Linked DNA regions of Mus musculus: region 2 is linked to region 1. A link is a contact called in public HiChIP or PLAC-seq data. All regions are on one chromosome and are shown on one strand. Each heading gives the region's core, a stretch centred on a gene start, on an enhancer-like site or on the middle of the called end of the contact. The rest is flanking DNA. Distances are from core to core; before and after follow the strand shown. Region 1 has its middle 33 kb from the start of Gm35109. Region 2 overlaps Exoc2 (exocyst complex component 2).

Region 1 (6,703 bases), core at 3,180-5,679:
TGTGGCCCACAGCAGAGATTTCACAACTTTAAGGCAACATCTTACTGATGTTTCCAATGGTGTATTTAAAAAGTGTCCTGATTTCAACAAGCTCTTCATGAAACAGTGGTAACCTTGGAACCTGGGAGAGCAACCCCTATCTCTCCATCGAGCATTTGGCACTTGCTCAGACATCCCATCTTTGTCCAAAAGCCTGTCACTTCCTGCGTACTGTGTGACATGGCTTCACCAAGCAGCATAGTTCCCCGAGGAACAGAATAAAAAGAAAAGCTGTCTATAAGCATTCCCTCCTCCAAAGCATGCCAGGGTGTGGAAGCAGAAGAGTGTTTTTAACTGTAAAAGGGAAGTCCTACAACTTCTTCGGAATTTACATTCCTGGTATGAGGAATTTGCTTGATACAGTGGCTCAAATATCAGATTAGGCCACTCTGCCTTTCAAAACTCAGGCAAAATTTCCCTCATTCCTTATCTTGCATACTAGGGGAAACCTTCACTCCCCCAGGGACTGTTTGGGAACTCACACATTGAGATGTGGTCTCTGCCTCGGGTGTCTGGTTTTTCTCCTGTATCCCTTACACCCAGCTCTCACAGTGTTCCTGCCAGTGGCTCCTGGCCCATCTTCCTGGACTCTCTAAGCCCCAAGGCAGTGATGTGTGTAGGAGTCAGTACAGGTTATTAGGACAAAGTACATAACAGGTATTTTCAGTCTTATTTTTAGAAGTCACTCAATAGCCTCAGCCTGGAAAATTCTCACTCCAAACTTTGGTTCCTTGTGAAGTAACTCTACACTTTCCATCCGTAGATCTTTGTGCCTGTTCTCTACTTCTCTGATCTCTGAAAGGGCAAGCAACTCATTTTCTAGCTTCACCTGTCCCATCCAAACAGCACGTGATCCAACCTTAAACAAAGACAGTCCTCTCTCAAAGATTCTCTGGTGTCCTTTTATTTGTGATACTCCTTATGGTCAGAGTTCTGCATGCTAGGGAACAGAGAGGTCCAGCTAGTGGTACTGTAAGCTGAGCTAAGAACAGCCTGATGGGCTTGCTACATGGATACAGGTGCCTGAGGAGGGAGGGTGGACCTGAGCCTGCTTCCAAATGGGTCCCAAAGGCTTGGCTCTATACTGATTAAAGCCACAGACAAGGTAGGGGAGCAGGGGGTGGGTATAGGAGACTTTTGGGATAGCATTTGAAATGTAAATGAAGAAAATATCTAATAAAAATTTAGAAAACAATAAAACTTCTGCTTTGTGCTGACTTCTAAACTGTGACCTCTAGACAGGTGTCATTGAATACCAGACAAGGCTGGTCATCCAGGTTCTGTGAGACCTGTGAGACTTAGGATGCCGGGAAGTGTTCATCCCTGCACTGAAGGGATGACAATCACAGCACCTGCTTTGGCCAGGACTTGCTGTTGCTGCTGCATAGAAGCCACTATAAAGTGGCTAGTCATTACTGTGTAAGACAAGCTCCCTCCTTAAAAACTAGGAAAAGCATTTTCTGTAGATGAAATAACCTGTTGGTATTCAATGACACCTGTTTAGAGGTCACAGTTTAGAGGTCAGCACAAAGCAGTTTTATTGTTTTTTATTTTTTTTATTAGATATTTTCTTCATTTACATCTCAAATGCTATCGCAAAAGTCTCCTATACCCACCCCTTGATCCCCTACCCACCCCACTCCCACTTCTTGGTCCTGGCATTCCCCTGTACTGGGGCATATAAAGTTTGAAAGACCAAGGGGCCTTTTTTTCCCAATGATGGCCGACTAGGCCATCTTCAAAGCAGAAGTTTTATAAGATGAACCCGTCCTTGTATCAGATGGAGACAACACAAGTATCATCGATCCTAAAGTCATGCCCTCTCCCAGGCCCGTGGGTACAGACAACCTTCTCCTGTTTACCAAAATAGATTTGTTCGGTCTATATTTGACCTTTATGTAAATTGAATCTCAAGGAAAATGTTTAACGACTATCTTCTTTCCTCCATGGTTTTTGGTTTTTTTTTTGAGATTTTTAGAGATTTGCTTATTTTATGTATATGACAGTTTTGCCTGCATGTAAGTCTGTGTGGCATGTCTGTGCCTAGATAGAGATCACAGAGGTCAGGTGAGAGTATTAGGTCCCCTAGAACTGGAGTTACAGATGGTTGTGAGCCACTGTGTGCTTGCTGGGAGTCAAACCTGGTTTCTCTGCAAGAGCAAGTGCTTTTAAACACTGAGCCATCTCTCCAGCCCCTATTCATTGTCTTGAGTTTTGTTAATATGGTTACATATGATTTTATATATAAAATCTCATTGTTATATGGTATTCTGTTATTTGAATAAAGCATAGCTACCTCTTTTATTTTACTGTTTTACATCCAGGTGGTTCGTAAACATTAGCTGTTACTTATATACACATTTCTTCTAAGCAATAGACAGTATCAGTTCCCAAAAACTGCCCTACTATTACATCCCACAGAGTAGTAACCATGCATTCCAGTTGTTCACTAACTTACTCCCTTTTCATATTTTCTGAGTTTTCAACTTAGCCATTTTGTTAAGCATGTAATGAATGTAACTTTAGGGGAAAAAAGGTCTTTAAGGGGAACAAAATGTGTGATCTCCCTATGAGAAATGACCCTGTGAGTATTTCAGGGCATTTTCTACTATTCAGAGATGAGCCTTTGAGAAATGAGGGTAGTCTGGAGAAATGGCTCAGCGATTAAGATCATTTAGATGTTCTTTCAAAGGACCCAGGTTCAATTCCCAGCACTTTAGATGCTTTAGAACTGTCCTTAACCTAATTCCAGGGGATCTGATACCCCATTCTGGCTTTCAAGAGCACTGCATGAACATTATTCACAAACAAAGGGGTAGGGAAAAAAAACACACCTAACTACATAAAATAAATAACACTTTAAAAAGACAAGAGGGATTTTTTTTTTCCTTTCCGTGGTCATTTGGATCAGCTTTTCCCTGGAGCCAGACCCTTACCAATTAGGTCCAAACCGTCAAAACCATCTTCCCTTGCCTTCAGAGAGTGTCCTATCTGGTCCTCTGAGTTCTTACGAACACCTCTGAGGCAAACAGAGCCTTCCTGAGTCTTCTTGGTTCTGACAATGGGAGGTGAGGTGAAGCTCACTGATAATGCACTCTCCTAGCATGTATGAGGTTCTGGGTTCAATTCCCAGCATCCACACAAAACCCTGGTAAACAGTACTTACTGAGTGCTGCCAGCCACTGTTCTGGGGCGGAACACAGAACAAAGCACTGTGCTTGCCACTCAGGGGGAGGAGGAGCTAACTGGGTCTTCTCAATAAGCCCATGTTTTCAACTGCCTGTGTTTGAAGCAACAGAAACAGAGCTCTGCATTTTACTTCTTGAGGTGCCCCGGAAGCTCTCAGGTTAAAAAAAGCATCTGGAATAATTTATCATGAAGTGAAAAAGGAGCTTCGGGCAAGCAGCCCTCAGCCACCCATAAATGACAGTACTGTATCACTACAGCGGAAGATGAACTTATTGATCTCGCAAGGGAGTGTAATGAACCGATGCTTGCTTGGTGGACACGGCAGCAGACAAAAAACTATCTAGCCACATAGTGCATGTAGTGGGCAGGAGAAGCCACAGAGTGGGAGACAGTTTCCAGAAAAGGGAAGCTGGAGTTGCATTTTCAAGCCATGTTGCAGACAGGCCCTGTGGGTGGAGCACCCATCCTGGGAAGATGAACTTGCTTCATGCCTGGTTTACAGCTCCTGGGTGCTTTTCATGGTCATACTGTGTTCCTCAGGGCACCCCCAGAGGGAGCTGCATAGCATGCTTCCTGTTTTATAGGCACTAGTGAAGGTAACTCTGAGGGTGGTGGCCATGGCTATGATCCTATCATGCAGGAGGCAGAAGTAGGAGGGTATCAGCTCACTAGATCCCTTCCAGTCTCAGACGTGTTTCCCTTTATGTAAAAAAAACTACCTCTTTATTCTTCTTCTTTCATAATGAAGGGTCAAAGGGTTGGGGAGGTGCTCGATGGTAGATGGGTTACCCAAATATAAGAGGCCATGGATTTGATCCTCTGTACTGGGGATGGGGGCCAGGCAAGGACGTTTCTTTACCTGTTTGAGTCTTCATCTCTGGCACCCAACATTCCTTAAAAGTACAAGCATGCCAAAAGAGTGACAGACAGTTGCTAAATTGGTCATCAGAAAAGTAAGTGACGCCTTCAAGGGAAAGCCAAGTTCCAACAGGGATTCATGTGCCTGGGACTTTGTACCAGTCTTTGGCTAGTTAAATGTCACCATCTGGACAGTGGGAAACTGCTGATTGTCACTCACTGAGTGTCTCCTGTGCAGAGGGACTGTCCTTCCCACTTCCCCAGTGTCCCCCAAGCTTGTGCAGGCTCTGGTTACCTGTTCTATTTCAAAGTAGCCAGGGTGTGGGCTAGGAGTTCCCCCAGAAGGAAGAAAAGGGAAGAGCTGTGTTCTGAAGAATGACCGGAGCCTCCACATAAAGGCTTCTCTTCTCTGGGGAGCCTTCGCTCTGTTGCAGCTGTGGAAGGCACTTCACAGGTCCATATCAGCAGGCTCTATGGAGATGCTCAGAAAACTCCTTCTTTTCTGCCAGCCATTAATTCCGTCCTTGTCCTGGACTGAAGAGTGGTGTTTTCCTTTGCATTTTGAGAATAGAGCCTTGACTAGCTCTAGCTCTGTTCTGTGTGTCCCAGTTTGAACCCTGAATCAGCAGCTACTTCTCAGACTACTTCAGGTTTGGGCCTGTGTTGAGGACAGGGACCACGCTTCAGCAGAAAGGTCAGTGATGTTCCAGATGTAAGAAGGAAGGAATCTAGAGATGTGAGTGCTCAGGCCTAATGGGGGCAAGGGTGTGTCTGTGACTTTTCCATTGGTGAAGTCCTGGACCACTAGGGAGAAACTTAGGAGATCACAGGAAAAACCCACAAGGGTGCCTCTCTCTGTGGAGAGGAAATCACCAAGTTGATAATAGTGAGAGAGAGAGAGAGAGAGAGAGAGAGAGAGAGAGAGAGAGAGAGAGAGAGAGAGAGGAGGATAGTACATAAGTACATACCAGGAAACCAAGCCATAAATTATGAAAGTATCAGTTACTCCCTGAGAGCCCCTGTTTTTAACTGACTTCTGTTGGTGGGGGAAGGGAATAGATCTATGTCTCAGGACTTTGGGTAGTAATTGCACATAGCAAAGCATTTCTTTCTTAATGTATAGGAAGAGCCAAGCTCTGGCTGAAATCCCATGAAACTGAATTAATTGTCTTGTCTTTTATTCTTCACTCCTGGGGAGGTCTGATTTCTCTCAGGTATCTGTGGATCTCCCAGAAGGCGAGGCTCTCCCAGGCACTGTGACTTCCATAATAGACTCCCTGGTGTCACTCTTCTCCCTCCGGGTCTACACATGTCATTTTGTGTGAATCCCATAGCCCAAAACCTTTACCTGAAATTTGAGATGTTTTCCCATAGAGTTTAGGGCATGAGTGCTCCCTGCTTTGCCCCAGGATCAATGAGAGGGTACCTTATATGTGTCCTTTCTCTTTCCTCCTACCCATCTCTGGGTCTATGCCACCATCCTGTGCAAACTCCACCCTCCCCTCCCCCATCAGCTCCACTAACTTCCTTCCTTCTTTTTATTTTGAATATTATAATTTAAAAAATTATTGCTTAATTATGTGGATTTTAGCCTATATGCATATCTGTGTACCATGTGTGCTCCCTGGTACCTACAGAGGCCAGAAGAGGGTGTCACATCCCCTGGAAATGGAGTTACAGATGGTTGTAAGCTACTCTGTGGGTACTGGGAATATATTTTTTTTGGCTTGAATTATGGCTCAGTGGCATAACATGTGCTTAGAAAGTTCCTAGGTTTCATCCCCAAATCACCAAATAATTCCTGTGGTGAATTTAGCACATACTAAAATGAGATAATCTCAGCATTTGCTCCAAACTGATTCCTCCAAGCTGGCAGTTCTCCCATCCAAGTACTAACCAGGCCTGACCCTGCTTAGCTTCCGAGATCAGGTGAGTTCAGGGTGGTATGGCTGTAGACACTGGTAATTCTTAATCTTCCTAATGCTTCAATCCTTTAATACAGTTCATCACATGGTAGTGACCCCAATCATATATATTTCATTAGCACTTCATAAATGTACTTTTTCTACTATTACAAGTCATAATATAAATATCCGGTATACAGAATTTCTGATACATAACCCTGTGTGAAAGGGTTGTTCGATCCCCAAAGGTGTCTTACACACAGGTTGAGAGTCAGTGCTCTAAGCTAAGCACAGTGGTGACTGTACTAAGCTAAGCACAGGGAACCTATACAATTCAGGAGGCCAAGACCAGAAGATTACTTGAGCCCAGAGGCCAGCCAGGGTAGCATCATGAGACTTTAAAACAAGCAAATGGGACTGGAGAGATGGCTCAGTAGTTAGGATCATTGACTGTTCTTCTAGAGGTCCTGAGTTCAGTTCCCAGCAATCTTAATGGAATCTGGTGCCCTCTTCTGGTGTGTCTGAAGACAGTAACAAGTGTACTCATATATATAAAATAAATAAATCTTTTTTTTTAAAGCAAATGATGAAGTGATTTAAGCACACATTTCTGTAAACATGTGATGGCCTGTTTCATATTACCTACCAATATCTGCATGAATTAAGGTGTCTTCAAAGATGAGAAGCAGTTTCCAGTATAGAAAAAACGAACA
Region 2 (6,259 bases), core at 665-3,164, 280 kb after region 1:
ATGAAAGCTTTCTGGAAATAAACTAGACATTCAACCTCAAAGCCTCAAGTCACAACATTTATCAGCAGGATGATTAATCTTTACGAAAGGCAGGAAAACAAGACAGAGCCACCCACTCTGACATTTTCATTTATTTAAAAAAAAAAAACCCAAGCCAGTTTACGAACTGGAAGCATCATTTATAAAAAGTAGATCGTCCACTGAGAGTAAACTCTGATTATATGATTGACAAGATGATTATCTTTCTTCTTTTCTTCACTGAGAAAAGTATGCTGGCATTAGACAGTGGCTCAGTTTTACCCAGAAATCTGATAAACTTTGCTCAGGAACTAGCCAACCTTTAGCAACAAGGAACTTCTTTTTTTTTCCTCTCTCTCCCTTTCTGCTTATTTGAAAAACTATAAACAAGACAGCAAACATTCTAAAGCACAAAACTGGTTCCACTGATCTGCATGCACATGCACATTTTTGCCTACATCCAGCAGGTGGAGCGCGAAGCAAGCAAAAGTTGTAGTGAAGTCAGGAAGGAAGGAAGGAAGGAAGGAAGGAAGGAAGGAAGGAAGGAAGGAAGGAAGGAAGGAAGGAAGGAAGGAAGGAAGGGCCAGCCTCAGGAGAACAGGGTGTGCTTAAGCAGACAGGCTAAGGGAGGGCTGCAGTCGGGAAGAGAAGACAGGAGGCAGAGGTTGGATCAGCAGGAAGTGATCCCTTGCAGTTAGGATCAGGGTTGCTCTCAGCAGTGCCTCAAGGTTTCTTCCGTCAGGAGTCAATGGGGAAGATTCTTAGATTTAGGTTTGACTTTTTTCTCCTGATTGTCTTGCCTGACCTTTGAACAGACTTTTAGAACAGGGTTAAGTTAACCAGTTCAACCATCAGACAGTTTTGCTCCTGAGTAAAGCAGTGTTACATTAACAATTTAAAGTGAGGAAGGAAATCATTCTCAGATGGGTAGGGTGAAGAGTGAGCATGGGGCCTGGGGAACTGGGGTACAGGGAGGCAAGAGGTGCTGAGACGATAATGTGGCAAAGCGCTGGACTTGCCTACTAACTACAAAGCACTTACCTGTGTTATTTTCTCTATTCCCTGGAAGTTGTGTTTTTCAAAATGTTCTGCTATGTTTAGGAAGGTGTGACGTTCTAAATAGCAGCAATTACTCAGGACTATCAAAAGCCTCTGCTCCTGTAATTCAAACAGACCATAACAAACTTAGACAGTACTGGTGAATTTAAGAGATAATCCTGATCTTGTATTAAGTACAGTGATAGGCTTCTGCCCTTTAACATCAATATCCTATGCCTTGGTTTTCTTGGCTGTGTCCTAAAATTAACACACAGAGAAGCATAACACTGAGGATTTAAACAGGGATTTGGGGTAGAAACTCAACAGTGAAACCTTTTCTGGAATGCTCAAGGCTCTGTGTCCTACTTCCAATATCCTCCAAAGGAAGAGTCAAATGTTCCATTTAACATTTTATGTACACAAAGGCCAAACAAGTTGATATTATGAATAACTACATAAAGTGTAGGAACTATTAGAAAATGGTTTATGAATCATCCACAACTTGAGAGAACATTTTAATGCCATACTATCTATCTGAAGGGCTCCTTGTTCCTTCCTTGGCCCAGTGTCCTGGGGCCCAGTCCCATCCCATGTCCATGCCAGCCTCCCCAAAAGACAGGGAGAGGGGAAGAATGCCTCCTGCTGTTACAGTCTTCAAGGCTCTGTCCACCTAAACAATTCCTTACAAAATTGTTAGACTATAATTGTAGTCTAATGAATACAGTGGATTTTTACAGTTCAGAAGAACTCTATCTGTAAATAAAATTCTAGGAATGGCCCCTGCTCTGCTGCTGCTGTGGTTCACTTCAGGGCAGCCTGGGCCTGAGCTCCTATAAGTGGGAGGCATTCTCTGGAATGGTGACTCATCCAGGGCCCTCAGTGGAGATCCTTGACTAAAACTAAGGCAAAACCACTTTCCAGGAACAGTTCTCACCCACACTTGGTTACTCTTTCTGTGCAGAATCAGAGTAACTTACAGTTAAGTACTCCAGGGGAGAAAATGCAGAAAAACAGAGGTTCTTGCTCTTTGAGGTGTGGGGACTAAAGGATGAACTAAAGTCTCTAAAGTCAATAAGCAAGCAAATCCATCTTCTGGTAATTATATATCTCCCCACTTCTTCATTACAAGTGCCTGTCATTATTTTCAGCACAAAAAGCCAGGCGTGGTGGTGCATGCCTTTAATCCCAGCACTTGGGAGGCAGAGGCAGGTGGATTTCTGAGTTCGAGGCCAGCCTGGTCTACAAAGTGAATTCCAGGACAGCCAGGGCTATACAGAGAAACCTTGTCTCAAAAAACCAATTATATATATATGTACATATGTACGCCTGGCTTTTTGGTCATCAACAGGCATATATAAAGCCTACAACACCATTAAATAGCCCAGAAAAACAGAAGGCTGCTGCTAGGGGCCCTGAAATAACTTTTAGATAGGAAATGGAATATAAAAAAGGCCAGAGGAAGTCATACTGTAAATGACATTATTTTTCTAAAGTGAATATATGGCAGAATGGCAGAGAAACTAAGCTAGCTGGGCATGTGAGGCCATCTTCCCTTCTGCTACCTTCTGTTTTATCCTAACACATTCTTCTCATAGTGCAGGAAGTAAATGACTTTGCAGCAGCTACTCCAAACACACAGAACCCCCTCAATGTCTCAAGTGGCTTCAAGCCTGTCCTTTACCAGTCTTTCATTTAGGATTAAGACTTCCATTCTAGTTGATTGAGTGTGCAAGTCTATCCTGCCCTGTTCCCCCACTGTGCTGACTTGGTTTCTCCATTACAAGACTTCTGGACCCTCTTCAAAGTGAGAACTACTTCAGTAATCTAAAGACTAACTCTCAGCAAGTACATTTTGTTTGTGTATGTTATATTGAACATTACATGAAAGTGGGAAGAAAACAGAATAACAAGAATCTAATTCTTAAACTTAGATGGTTAATCTGAAGTTTGTTTGTACCTGGTATAGAGATGTACATTTGACCATAATAGTCTCTGTATATGAAGGAATGAGTCTTATGTAGTACTTCTCTGTACTCCTAGTCAGCACCAGCAATGAACCCTTGAGACTGTGAATAAAGTCTTCTGACTCAAAATCTAGATCTTTTTCAATGTTATCCATTTCCTTCTGAATAATACAACCCTGAGAGGATCTGGGTCCTCTCAGAACACAAGTCAGATCTGATGAGATCCCTCCACTAGGGAAGAACACAGGCACAGATTTTGGAAACAAAGGAACATAACTTGGGAAGTGATGGACAGGTAAGCTGTTGTGAGGAGTGAAAGTGAAAACCCTGGGAGACCGCTGACAACCTGGTGCACCTCCGCACCTCTTGGGAGATGGACATGGAACCACCTTGCTCTCCTCTCTAACTAGAGAAAGATGGGAGGCTTGGAGTAGCCCTCCAAGTCAGGGTGCACACAAATCAGCTAGGACATGGCTGATGGGTTACACAGCGTTTGCTGGGAGCTGGGAAGGGAACAAAGATCAGAACGGTCACTGTGCATTAATAAGGCTCCTTCTGAGAGACCAAGAAAACAAAAGCATAGTTGGGACAGGTGGCTGGTACAGTCTGAGTTTCAAAGGCTCCTTCCTTCAGGTCCATCTCCTCTACCCCACTTTCTTCCTAGATTCACATGGAACAGCTATTTCAATCCACTTCATGGCTTCCCTTAGCTCTTGACACTTGTTCTTACTGTGTTTTGTTTTGTTTTGTTTTTGTTTCCTATAAGCTAGAGTTATCTGGGAAAAGGAACCTCAATTGAGAAAATGCCTCTATCAGATTGCTTACAGGGATTTGGTTTTGGCTTTGTCATATAACCTATGTTCAAATAAAAGAGGGGACTGGGAGGAAAAAAGAAGGCTGGAAGGGCAAATGCCAGGAAGGAAATGTCATGCCTTCTGCTTCCCCACCTGTCCATCCAGGCAACTCTGCAGCAGCAGGAAACAGCCGAGGCACTTTTAACACTCAAGATGCAGGTGCTGTATTGCGTCTGTTTACGTAACCCCAAAATGTATACTGCAGTCACCACAGTGGCCATCTTAACATGGGATGATGTTTCTGGCTCAAGTGACTTAAGCTGACTACCACAGCCACTCCCTTTAGCATGATACACTTCATTCTCTGTGCTTGCCATTTTACTTACTGAAGTCAAACTGAAGTCTTCATGGATGCTTCCAAACAAATCAGGAGAAGAAACATCAACAGAAAGACTAAAGGCAGAAGAGGCAAAACAACAGTCATAATTAAAACTCACACAAAACCAATAACTCCAAATGTTTTGATGAAAATGGCTGTATAACTCTGTAGATTTTCTTTGTACTTAATTATTATTATCATAAAAAAGCACTAAGGACTATCTTTTATTCTGAGCCATATAAAACTTATTTGGGGGCATTCTCAATACTCAACTGACTGCATTATGTTTAAAAATAAACTACTAAATGCCAAAAAACCAAATAATACTCATATAATTAAAATGTTTTTGCCTATCAGAATTCCCAGGGGAAGATTTGAAACCCACTTTCAGATTTGAAACCTACTTAAAGGTGAGCTAAGAAATTAGTTTATAACTCAAAAGCAATCAAAAACATAATAAGATCTAAGGGGAGAACAGACTAGCTAACCCATTAATTAATTACCAATTTAACAGAATCATAAGTAACACCTTAACAGAATTTTTCGTTAACTTGATTGACTTGAATTCGTATGTAAGTCTAACATGATGAAATAGCAAATAATATGCTAAAATAGAAAAAAATAGAAATAAAATAAAAAGATACCGATCTAGAAAGAGTTGAAATATAAACAAATGGTAATTAAAATAGCACTAACTGAAATAAAGTATATTTGAATAAATATGGCAGAAGAGAAAGTTCAGAAATGCCTGCAATACGCCTTAGAATGTGTATGAAACAGGAATTTTAGCAAAGTAACAAGAAAAGATTGATTGGGATAATAAGTCTCATAAAAAAAAAGTCAAGTCAAAGAAGACCTGGGAAAGGGGAACAAGGTCAGGTAGGGGTGTGGGGTGTGGTAGGGGATGGGGGGACCCTCTAGAAAATGCCAGAGACTCAGGAGATGAGAGGCTCTAAGGACCCAATGGGGATGACCTTAGCCAAAATACCCAACATTGAGGAGAGGGAATTCGAAGAATCCACCTCCAATAGTTAGACAGGACCTCAAGTGGAGGGACAGGGCTACTAACCCACAGTCAAAATTTCTGACTCAGAAGTGTTCCTGTCTAAAAGAACTGTAGAGACAAAAATGGAGAAGAGACTTGGGATTCATCTCATGTGAGGGCACCAAGGCCTGACACTATTACTGATGCTATGATGTGCTTACAGACAGGAGCCTGGCATGGCTGTCCTCTGAGAGGTCCTACCAGCAGCTGCCAGAGACAGAAGCAGATACTTACACCCAGTCAATGGTCTGAAGTCGGGGACCCCTATGGTTGAATTTGGGGAAGGATTGAAGAATCTGAATAGGAGGGCAATCCCATAGGAAGACCAGCAGTATCAACTAACCTGGACTGCTGGGAGCTCCCAGAGACTGAGCTACCAATCAGGAGCATAGAGGGGCTAGGTCAAGGCCCCTGGCACAAATATAGCAGAGGTCTGCCTGGTCAGGCCTCAGTGGGAGAAGATGTGCTTAATCTTCGAGAGACTTGAGGCCCCAGGGAAGGGGAAGGCCTGTAGAAGGGGGAGTACTCTCTCAGATGCAAGTGGGGAGAAGGAATATGATGAGGAACTGTGGAAGGGGGGAATGAGTGGGGGACAATGACTACAATGTAAATAAAAAATAAAGACAAAAAGAAAAAAAAAAAGACCTATAAGCATTAAAAATGTGGAATTGGGGAGATAAGCATGGTATACTGGCTAGTTTTGTGTCAACTTGACACATCTGGAGTTATCACAGAGAAAGGAGCTTCAGTTGAGGAGATGCCTCTGTGAGATCCAACTGTAAGGCATTTTCTCAATTAGTGATCAAGGGGGAAAGGCCCCTTGTGGGTGGAACCATCTCTGGGCTGGTAGTCTTGGGTTCTATAAGAGAGTAGGCTGAGCAAGCCAGGGGAAGCAAGCCAGTAAAGAACATCCCTCCATGGCTTCTGCATCAGCTCCTGCTTTCTGACCTGCTTGAGTTCCAGTCCTGACTTCCTTTGGTGATGAACATCAGTATGGAAGTGTAAGCCGAATAAACCCTTT

What was found. HiChIP or PLAC-seq counts read pairs in DNA pulled down with a chosen protein or histone mark.
Region 2: a CTCF HiChIP or PLAC-seq map of CD8 T cells shows a contact between it and region 1, with 6 read pairs. The contact joins two enhancer-like sites. A contact is called at or near these places in 2 of 15 datasets of contacts at CTCF or cohesin (CD8 T cells and the NIH/3T3 cell line), 7 of 484 Hi-C or Micro-C datasets (Th17 cells, bone marrow-derived macrophages, cerebellar granule neurons and 3 more) and 5 of 115 datasets of contacts at active chromatin or transcription factors (the 230-238 cell line, CD8 T cells, acute myeloid leukemia and 2 more).

What each region holds. Positions count from the first base shown.
Region 1 is chr13:30,579,007-30,585,709 of GRCm38.p6, forward strand. No RefSeq gene overlaps it. Among named protein-coding and RNA genes, the nearest start is that of Gm35109, 33 kb to the right of the region's middle. Within about 2 kb of position 4,430, at least 27 of the 459 cell types and tissues checked have an H3K27ac peak or open chromatin away from gene starts, as enhancers often do. A contact at or near this core is called in CD8 T cells, where this site is marked.
Region 2 is chr13:30,863,772-30,870,030 of GRCm38.p6, forward strand. Exoc2 (exocyst complex component 2) reads right to left here. Exons shown (of 28, transcript NM_025588.2): 21 at 4,201-4,267; 22 at 1,060-1,176. Among named protein-coding and RNA genes, the nearest start is that of Hus1b, 81 kb to the right of the region's middle. Within about 2 kb of position 1,915, at least 23 of the 459 cell types and tissues checked have an H3K27ac peak or open chromatin away from gene starts, as enhancers often do. A contact at or near this core is called in CD8 T cells, where this site is marked.